Regions from separate parts of the Mus musculus genome. Here region 1 is linked to region 2. Evidence: chromatin contacts called from public Hi-C data. All regions are on one chromosome and are shown on one strand. Each heading gives the region's core, a stretch centred on a gene start, on an enhancer-like site or on the middle of the called end of the contact. The rest is flanking DNA. Distances are from core to core; before and after follow the strand shown. Region 1 overlaps Ptpn5 (protein tyrosine phosphatase, non-receptor type 5). Region 2 has its middle 19 kb from the start of Tmem86a.

Region 1 (4,713 bases), core at 316-2,815, 79 kb after region 2:
TCTTGCCCAGCAGGGAAGGCAGTAGGGAGGGAGAGAGACTACTTAGGGCTGTATTCTTATACTGCTATTATCATTATGCAATTGCTCACAGTGTCTATGGGTTCTTCGGAGGCCCAGCACCCCAGTGCTCTTGGCCTCTGTACATTCATCTGTTTTATGTCCAGGTTGCCATTTAGGTCAGCAAATCTGGATGACCAGCCTTTGTGGCAATAGATTTCACACCAGGATCAGCGCCACACAATCACAGTGCTAAACCACCTTCCAGTTCTTCCCCACCTCCCTCTGCTTCGCTTTCATCTTTTTCTACGGTCATTCCACTGTTGGCCCATGGTTCCCCCTCCCTACGAGTTGCCTATCTTCCCTCTACAGTGGATACTTATGGATGATCTCAGCTCTTTATTAATCCACCGAGCCATCCAACAATCCTGTATGGCACCAAAGATTAATCTTTTAAAAATGTTTTATTTTCTTGATTTAAAACATTATTTTATGTGCATTGCGATTTTGCTTACATGTCTGTCTCTGGGAGGGTGTTGGGGCCCTTAGAGGTGAGGTCACAGACATCTATGAGCTGCCAAGTGGATTCTGGAAAATGACCCCAGTTCCTCTGGAAAAGCAGCCAGTGCTCTTAGCTGCTGAGCTATCTCTCTAGCCCTGCAAAGATTAATCTTGACACTTTATAGACAGCAGATCCAGGAAGGTGAAGTTATTAACTTCTCTGATTAGTGACTGAGACAGATTTAAGACCAGAATCTCACTCTTTTTTCCCTTATAGTAATTGATTTAATGTATATGGGTTTTTGTTTGCATGTACGTCTCGACACTACATGCCTGCAGAGTTCACGGAGTAACTGGAGGCACAGACCATGTGTGAGCCTCCATGTGAATACTGGGATTGAACCTGGACCCTCTGGAAGAATAGCCAGTGCTCTTATCAGGTTAGTCATCTCTCCAGACCTGAAGCCCCACTCTTAAGACATAATATAGTCTTGTGGGGTAGGTGCTTTCTTAGTGTAGCTTTCTATTAGATTTTCTGAAACGATTACAGAGCCGGTCACATGTAGGTGCTCAGTTAATGGTGAATAAATGGAGACATGGCTGAACAAATGCTGGGCATGGAGGACACAGACGTGAGACAGAGTGGGCCTTGCCTTCATGAGCTCATGGTCACCAGAAGGTAAATAACCATTACAATACTGTATCTGCCTGGCATCATGGGTGCCTAGAGGGCACACACCTTTCTGGACCTTGGCAGATAGGGCTTTCCAGAAGTAGGACACAGAGGGAGACACTGCCTAAGTCCTCCCTGGGGACAAGCATCCCTTTACTCTCTCTCACTCAATCTACAGACAACACTGACTCTATGGAGACAATGGAGGTAGACCAGGGCAGTGGCGAGGTCATTGGCTCAGGAATGGCTGGACTGAGTCTTCCCTTACCAAATGTCAACCAGCTAAGGGAATTTGGGAAGAAAGCCCAACTTCCCTGGGCCTTGGTCCTGTCATCTGTAAGATGGGGGCAGTAAATGATACCAACTTCCTGAGTATTGCATAAGGCAGGCAGTGTGCCAGCTTCGATGGAGATGACTAATCTCTTCCAGTCGACATTGTTTGCCGGCTCTGGGGGAGGAGAGTTAGAATTAAACGTATTGTGCTTCTTACTGTAGCCTCTCTGCTGTGGCTCTGCCCCATTTTCCAGAATTGGCCCAGCACAGAACCCGTCCACGAACCTTCATTAAGGTAGGGACTGTGTTTCATCTACCACTATGTCCTAGCTCCCAATCCAGTACCTGAGACATGGAAGGTACTCAGTAAATGTTCTTACCGAACCGATGAGTGGGTCACATCTATTTACTGCCCCAGGACCTTTGTGAAGATGAATATTCATGTTGCTGTTCTTTCTATTTTCAGACGATGGGCTGGAGGCAGGTCCAGCAAGGTTAAATGACTTGCCCATAAATACACAGCCTGTAAATAGCATAGTCAGACCCAAATGCCAAGCCCCATGCTCTTCCCTTCACACTGTGCTTCTCCCTGCTTCCTATACATTATGTCCTACTTTCCATGGATATTTTTCTAGCCAGTGGGGTCATCTCTGGTTGTAGAATCATCTCTGAATTCTATGACTCATATCTGAATCACAGAAGTGTTTAATAGTTGAAAGAGACTTTGATGTCACTGAGATCTCCCACCCACTGTGGAAATTTCCTCTCTGTTGCTTATCTTCCAGCACTTGAATGCCTCCAGTGATGGGGCACTCATTTCTCTCCTCTGGAATCATCAGCTCGACGACTGGACCACTCTGAAAGTCAGGAAGCTAAGTTCTTCACCCCGTGGACCCCCATCTTTCTTGCCTACATGTTGGACTTATGCTATCACACTAAAATATGAGGGATGGATCTGTCACCCCACCCTTCCCAGCACACGGTGGCCCTTCAGGTACCCAGCTTTCATATTCCTTCAGACAATTCTTTCTTTCCAACTAGCTCTTCTGGTCGCCTCTAGGATGTCTTCTATGAGATACATCCATCCCTCTAACCAGGAGATCATGGTATGCAATGGTGCCCCTACAGGTTAAGGGCAAGCTGCTCCAAAGGCCCAGGCTACTAGAAGAGCTTTCAAGACATGGGAACCAGTGGGCAGCGGATGCTGTCATTGCTTATTTTGAAGTCACTACTTCAGAGTCATATTTGTTTCTTTTCAATGCCAATCTTAAATGTCACACAGAGACTGCATTTTAGAACGTCTTACCTTGCACGATCATGAGGTTTCTCAGACACCACAGGTTTGCGGCTTCAAAGTTAGAATTCAAAAGGCTATTTTTGAAACAAACATTTGGGCGGAGGATATGAAAACGTAGGCTGACAAAGGTATGGCAAGTTTTCATCGGTTTCGCCTGCCTTTATTTTGTAACATTGCCGCAACGGACGCTTGTTATGAGGAAAATAATTAAAACATATAAAAAGGGAATAAAACCACCTTCTGTCTTCTCTACTCCTTTCCTTTGAATGCAGTTTACCTTGACCAGGGATGTGGTCTCCTACTGGTGTGCCATGCTGCCACCCCATGGGCACAGTGCCCTGGCTGTCTCCATGGTGACAGCTACGACAGGGGTTTGAACAGGTGGGCAGACTCCTGCATGTGTGGTCACTTGCACTCCAAAGGCAGGTTCTGATTTCTAACCAGGCTTCTCTGCAGGACTGACAGGCAGCTCTGCATGCTGCTTGGCCACCCTCAGCTCAGACCATAGCATCTGGTTTAAAATCTTCTCCACTGCTCCCGAGGCCTTCACTGACACATCACTGATCAGCGGCTCTCTGTGCTGGGCTCCCTGGCCTACTCTCTTCCTTTTTACCCCTAAGCACATCTTCAGCTGTCTGCTCTTCTTCCCAGAGGAGGCAGAGCTGCCCCAAAGGATACTAGGTCAGAAAGACACTCAGGGTTTGAGCAACAAATCCCCATCTATACAGATACCTTGGAACAGCAAGTTCACAGTCAGCCAGGTCTCTGGTTCTGTGTCAAGTGGTACCTTCTTCCCCAACTTTGAGTTCTTGAGTCATAGGAGTGTGGAGGACACTTACCCAACAGCCTCTCACTACAGCACATGTCCAGGGTTCCTCCCTCGGAGTCATCAGCAGCCTGGCTCTCTCTCTCACTCCTGTAGTGGGAGAGAAATTGTTAGGAGAAGTTGGTGGTCCAGGATTGAGCCCCAGCCGTTAGCAAAGACGAAGAGCTGCCCCTTCAGTATCCCTTTGATTCGCTCCACTTCATCAGGAGGACCCATGGGAAAGAACAGCCCCTATGGCGTCAAGCTGTAGAAGAGGGGCTGGATTTTGCAGGTGTCTCCTGTGTAATCTCATCATCACCACAGCCACCACCACCACCTCCTCCTCCTCCTCATCTTCCTCCTCCTCCTTCTCCTCCTCTTCCTCCTCTTCCCCCTCCACAAGACTGGTTTACCTTCCAGAGACTCTGAAACACAGTCCTTACCATGACTCCAGGAAATAATGTTCATCAAACAAAGCTTAGTAGTTTATGTGACTTGCCCAAGGTCTCATCAGAGTGAAGCTGGGCTTGAAGTTACACTGGAGAACTCCAAGCTAAAGCTCTTACTGCTGTGCCATTCTAATTCCTTTGTTAGTGATGATGATGATGCTATATATATATATATATATATATATATATATATATATATGTGTGTGTGTGTGTGTGTGTGTGTGTGCACATTTGAATGCAAAAGTGGGGGCCGTGGGAGTTGGGTTTGCGAACAGCCTCTCAACCCTGAACTTGCTTTACTATAAGAGCACCCCTAGATAGAAGGTAACCCGAGTCAGTGGACGACGATGTTAGGCAGAAAGATAAGCAAGGTATCTGGATGGGGACCCACAAGTGACTCACACCTGCTTTCACACCCCAGCCACATTCAGAATAGCTCAGCGCTGCATGCATGCAGTGGACTCTATAAATAAGCTTCCTAGAAAATGACTAATTTCATAGTCAGAAAAGCAGAAAGAGTAGCACCCAACACTGTGGAGGAAAATGGAGCAAGATTTGGTTCTGCCCTGTGCTGGACTCCAGCCCCTGCCCCTTCAGAGCTGTGTATCTCGACTCTGGCAGGAGTTTGATCAGATTTCCAAAACTAAGATGCTCCATTCACACAGCACAGAGAAGCCCTGACTCTGGGTACTGCCTTTCTCTTTGCCCACCAGGAGCA
Region 2 (4,788 bases), core at 1,061-3,560:
CTATCCCAAAAGTCCCCCATACCCTCCCCCCACTTCCCTACCCACCCATTCCCATTTTTTTGGCCCTGGCGTTCCCCTGTACTGGGGCATATAAAGTTTGCGTGTCCAATGGGCCGCTCTTTCCAGTGATGGCCAACTAGGCCATCTTTTGATACATATGCAGCTAGAGTCAAGAGCTCCGGGGTACTGGTTAGTTCATAATGTTGTTGCACCTACAGGGTTGCAGATCTCTTTAGCTCCTTGGATACTTTCTCTAGCTCCTCCATTGGGGGCCCTGTGATCCATCCAATAGCTGACTGTGAGCATCTGCTTCTGTGTTTGCTAGGCCCCGGCTTAGTCTCACAAGAGACAGCTATATCAGGGTTCTTTCAGCAAACGCTTGCTAGTGTATGCAATGGTGTCATCGTTTGGAGGCTAATTACGGGATGGATCCCTGGATATGGCAGTCTCTAGATGGTCCATCCTTTTGTCGCAGCTCCAAACTTTGTCTCTGTAACTTCTTCCATGGGTGATTGTTTCCATTTCTAAGAAGGAGCAAAGTGTCCACACTTTGGTCTTCGTTCTTCTTCAGTTTCATGTGTTTTGCAAATTGTATCTTATATCTCAGGTATACTAAGTTTCTGGGCTAATATCCACTTATCAGTGAGTACATGTTGTGTGAGTTCCTTTGTGATTGGGTTACCTCACTCAGGATGATGCCCTCCAGGTCCAACCATTTGCCTAGGAATTTCATAAATTCATTCTTTTTAATAGCTGAGTAGTACTCTATTGTGTAAATATACCACATTTTCTGTATCCATTCCTCTGTTGAGGGGCATCTGGGTTCTTTCCAGCTTCTGGCTATTATAAATAAGGCTGCTATGAACATAGTGGAGCATGTGTCCTTCTTACCGGTTGGGACATCTTCTGGATATATGCCCAGGAGAGGTATTGCGGGATCCTCTGGTAGTACTATGTCCAATTTTCTGAGGAACCGCCAGACTGATTTCCAGAGTGGTTGTACAAGCTTGCAATCCCACCAACAATGGAGGAGTGTTCCTCTTTCTCCACATCCTCGCCAGCATCTGCTGAGGTGAGCATATTATAAACCAGTTTTTTTCTTGGATATTTTCTTTATTTACATTTCAAATGTTTCCCCCTTTCCAGGTCTCTCCTTTAGAACCCCGCTATCTTGTTCTCCCCTTCCCCTCACTCTATGAGGGTGCTCTCCCACCCACCTACTACCATCCTCCCGCCCTGGCATTCCCCTATACTGGGGCATTGAACACCCTCAGGCCTGAGGGCCTCTCCTCCCACTGATGTCCAACAAGGCCATCCTCTGCCACAAATGTAGCCAGCACCATGGGTCGCTCCATGTGTACTCTTTGGTTGGTGGTCCAGTCCCCAGGAGCTCCATAGAGTCTGGCCTGTTGACACTGTTGTTCCCTCCATGGGCTGCAAACCTCCTCAGCTCCTTCAGTCCCTACTCCATCTCCTCCATCGGGGACACCCCTCCCCCCAGTTCAGTCCAGTGGTTGGCTGTGAGATTCCTTCTAAGTATTTGTCAGGGAAATCCAGTTTTTTTGCTTTTTGGTTTTTGTTTTTATAATGTAACCCAGACTGGTCTCTCTGATTTGCTACATAGCTGTGGATGACCCGCCTCCATTTCCCAAGCACTGGGATAATAGGCGTGTACCTCTCTGCCCGGCTGAAAGGACCATTTTATGTCTTTTTTTTAAAAAATGCAAATGTACTGAGTAATTGTACTACTTGGCCATTTGCCACAGCATTTTCCACTTACATTTTAGAAACTTCCTGTCAAAAATGACATTTAAAATTTAGCCGTAATTAGGCCCAGGCAGCCTCGCTGACAGTTGGCACCTCAGCGATCTCCTTATTTTATTTTATTTTTTAAAAAACTGTGCTGTTTACTAGTTTGTGTTACCTTGTAGTTGCTGGGGGTGGGGGTGGGAGGGCTGGGCTTGCCCCTTCCATACATCTGAGGTGCTCTCGCTTTTACAGCAAGGGTATGTCAGCTGTAGAAACATGGCCTAGTTTCTGGGAAAGAGAAAAAGGCAGTTAGACCAGAGGGTCTCAACCTGCAGGCCGAGACCCACTGGGAATCGACCAGTGCTTTTACAGAGGTCGCCTAAAACCACCGGATACCACAGATATTTACATTATGATACATAACCATAGCAAAACCACAGTTATGAAATAGCAAAGAAAATAATTTTTATGGCTGGGGGTCACCACAACCTAAGGAACTGTATTAAAGGGTCACAGCATTAGTCAGGCTGAGAAGCACTGAGTCAGAGGGTCTGATGCAATGCAGCCATGCTCATCCCCTGTGCAGCTCTGGGAGGCAGCTGGGGATAACATCTGGATTCTTAGAACCTTCTAGATCTGACAGCAAACCCTGGTTCTTCCAGTCATTTGTGGAACAACTTTGGTCTCATAACTTTGCCTCTCAGTACTTTAGCTCCCTATTTTAATGAATTCAATTGTGTGTGTATTAAAACATCACTGAGAACTTTCTAGGCAGTGGAATTATCTCCCCTCCCGCTTGGAGTGAGGCTTGAGACAGAGTCTCACAGTGGAGGATCCGGCCTGGACTTGAAATGGGTGATCCTTCAGCGTTAGCCTCAGCAATGCTGAGATTATAGGTGTGTGCCATCATACCTGGCTCAGGGTATGGGGATTCTGTGTTGAATAGACAAAGTTTCTTATATCTGAGAGCTTTTGGATATGGAGGTTAGTCTGGAAAAAGAAAACAAACAAACAAACAAACTAACAAACAAACCAACCACTAGCAAATAATGGAATAATTTCATTTAGGAATAGTACTGTGTGCCAGGCTCTATATTAAATATGATACACTGATGCTCCCCACCCCCAAATCCCCAATCCTTTTTTTTTTTCCTCTGACATGGTATCTTACTATGTAGCTCTAGCTGTCTGTCCTGGAGCTCACTATGTCAACCAGGCTGGCCTTGAACCCACAGAGATCCACCTGCTTCTGCCTCCTGAGTGTGAGGATTAAAAGGCATGTGCCTAGCTTGCTTGCCATGTTCCCCACCCCCCACCCCCCCAGACAGGTTTCTCTGTATATCCCTGGCTGTCCTGGCACTAGCTCTGTAAACCAGGGTGGTCTCAGACTCACAGAGATTCACCTGCCTCTGCCTCCTGAGTGCTGGGATTAAAGTGTGAGCCACTGTGCTTGGCTTCCTACATCCCGCTTCCAATCCTGACATGAGGTCTTTCTATACAGCCCAGGCTGATCTTCAACCTGACCTTTCCTTCTGCCTCAACCTCCAAATGCAGGGATGATAGGCACGGCCCACCATCTGTTATTCTCAACTATTCTGGAGCCTATAATTTAACATGAGAGCAGACAATAAAATGATATAATTAATTTACCTCAGCATTACCACTGGAGGTAAGTAACATCCCCGAAAGAATGAGATGGCGTGGACATCACAAGTCGTGAGGGCAGCTTTCATGATCCTGTCCCAAACAAGTGACACCACTAGTCAGGCAACCTACAAGTGACACCACTAGTCGTCAGGCAACATAAGGGAGTCATAAAGAGTTAGTTACTACAAACTGGTGGGTAAATTCAACCTTTTCTGATAGACATAGCTTGTGACCTTTAACAAACAGCTCAGTTTTCTATAACAAACATTTTCCCACCAGATGAGTGGAAACTCACTAGGTAGCTGAGAGTGACCCTGAACTTCTTGATTCTCCTGCCTCCAGTTCTCCAGTGCTGGGATTACAGGTGTGTGCCGCTGTGCCAGGGTTATGTGGTGCCTGAGATCGAACACGGGGCTTTATGTATGCTAAGGAAGTGCCCTGCCAAGTCAGCCACATCTCTGTGCCAAACAAACACAGACATTTAATTATTTGTTAGAACTGATTAATCTTGGGGAATACTGGCTCCCCCCCACCCCCCGCCACCCTCATCCCCTGTGTGTGTTCATGTGCATATGTGTCCATGTGCATATGTGTTCATGTGCATATACATGCACATGCATGCACATGCATGTGAAGGCCCAAAGTCAGCCTGAGTGTCATGTCAGGAGATGTCCTTCTTTTTTTTTTTCTTTAAAAATATTAGTATATTTTTGTATATATGGATAAGTGTTTTGCCTGAGTGTGTGCACATGAACTGTGTGTGTGTGTTTGCGTGCCTGTTGCTAGTGAAGGCCAGAAGATGGCTTTGGACCCCCTAAGACAGGGTTATGGCCAATTGTGAGTGCTGGAAACCAAGCAAGAAGAGCAGCAAGTGCTCTCTCTTAACTGCCAAGTTATCTTCCTAGGCTTTTTGAGAAAGTGAGCCCTGGAGCTCAATGGTTAGAGTAGGCTGATTGGTCAGTGAGTTCCACTGTCTCTGCCTGCCTAGTGCTGAACTTCTTATCGTAAGCCAGAGCACCTGGCATTTCACATGGGTTCTGGGATGGCACACAGTGGCTCCTCAAGCTTGCCCAGCGAGTGCTTTACCAATTGAGCACTATCAACCCTCAGGTCCAAATGCACGAGCAGGCATAGTTTCTTATGAGAATATTTATGATCTCCTGAGCAGAGCTACACAAAAGGCTGAAACAGTAGAATCCTACATTTGAGGTCAGCTTGGGTTAATGTAGAGAGTTCAAGGCAACTTGATGAGATCCTTTCTCAAAGCAAACGTCTACAAGGGCTGGAACTGTAGTGTGGCGTGGCCGAACAATTGGATGGGACAGGCAGGTCCCTGGATCACCCCAGTACCACACAAGAAATCATGACCCCCAAGACAGTCAACATTTGATG

The links. A called contact is a pair of places that touch in the nucleus more often than the background predicts.
Region 1: a Hi-C map of bone marrow-derived macrophages shows a contact between it and region 2, with 45 read pairs. The contact joins two enhancer-like sites. A contact is called at or near these places in 6 of 39 promoter capture datasets (the 3T3-L1 cell line, the HPC-7 cell line, cranial neural crest and 3 more), 2 of 15 datasets of contacts at CTCF or cohesin (CD8 T cells and the NIH/3T3 cell line), 6 of 484 Hi-C or Micro-C datasets (B cells, Th1 cells, bone marrow-derived macrophages and 2 more), 3 of 115 datasets of contacts at active chromatin or transcription factors (CD8 T cells, bone marrow-derived macrophages and pancreatic cancer cells) and 3 of 9 other capture datasets (adipose tissue, liver and pancreatic islet).

Annotation. Positions count from the first base shown.
Region 1 is chr7:47,109,141-47,113,853 of GRCm38.p6, forward strand. Ptpn5 (protein tyrosine phosphatase, non-receptor type 5) reads right to left here. Exons shown (of 14, transcript NM_001163565.1): 2 at 3,581-3,657. The coding sequence starts at 3,605. Gm14377 (a long non-coding RNA gene) reads left to right here. Exons shown (of 4, transcript XR_003946769.1): 2 at 838-938; 3 at 1,667-1,739; 4 at 2,230-3,928. Among named protein-coding and RNA genes, the nearest start is that of Gm14377, 16 kb to the left of the region's middle. Within about 2 kb of position 1,566, at least 72 of the 459 cell types and tissues checked have an H3K27ac peak or open chromatin away from gene starts, as enhancers often do. A contact at or near this core is called in the NIH/3T3 cell line, Th1 cells, bone marrow-derived macrophages and 1 more, where this site is marked.
Region 2 is chr7:47,029,296-47,034,083 of GRCm38.p6, forward strand. No RefSeq gene overlaps it. Among named protein-coding and RNA genes, the nearest start is that of Tmem86a, 19 kb to the right of the region's middle. Within about 2 kb of position 2,311, at least 69 of the 459 cell types and tissues checked have an H3K27ac peak or open chromatin away from gene starts, as enhancers often do. A contact at or near this core is called in the NIH/3T3 cell line, Th1 cells, bone marrow-derived macrophages and 1 more, where this site is marked.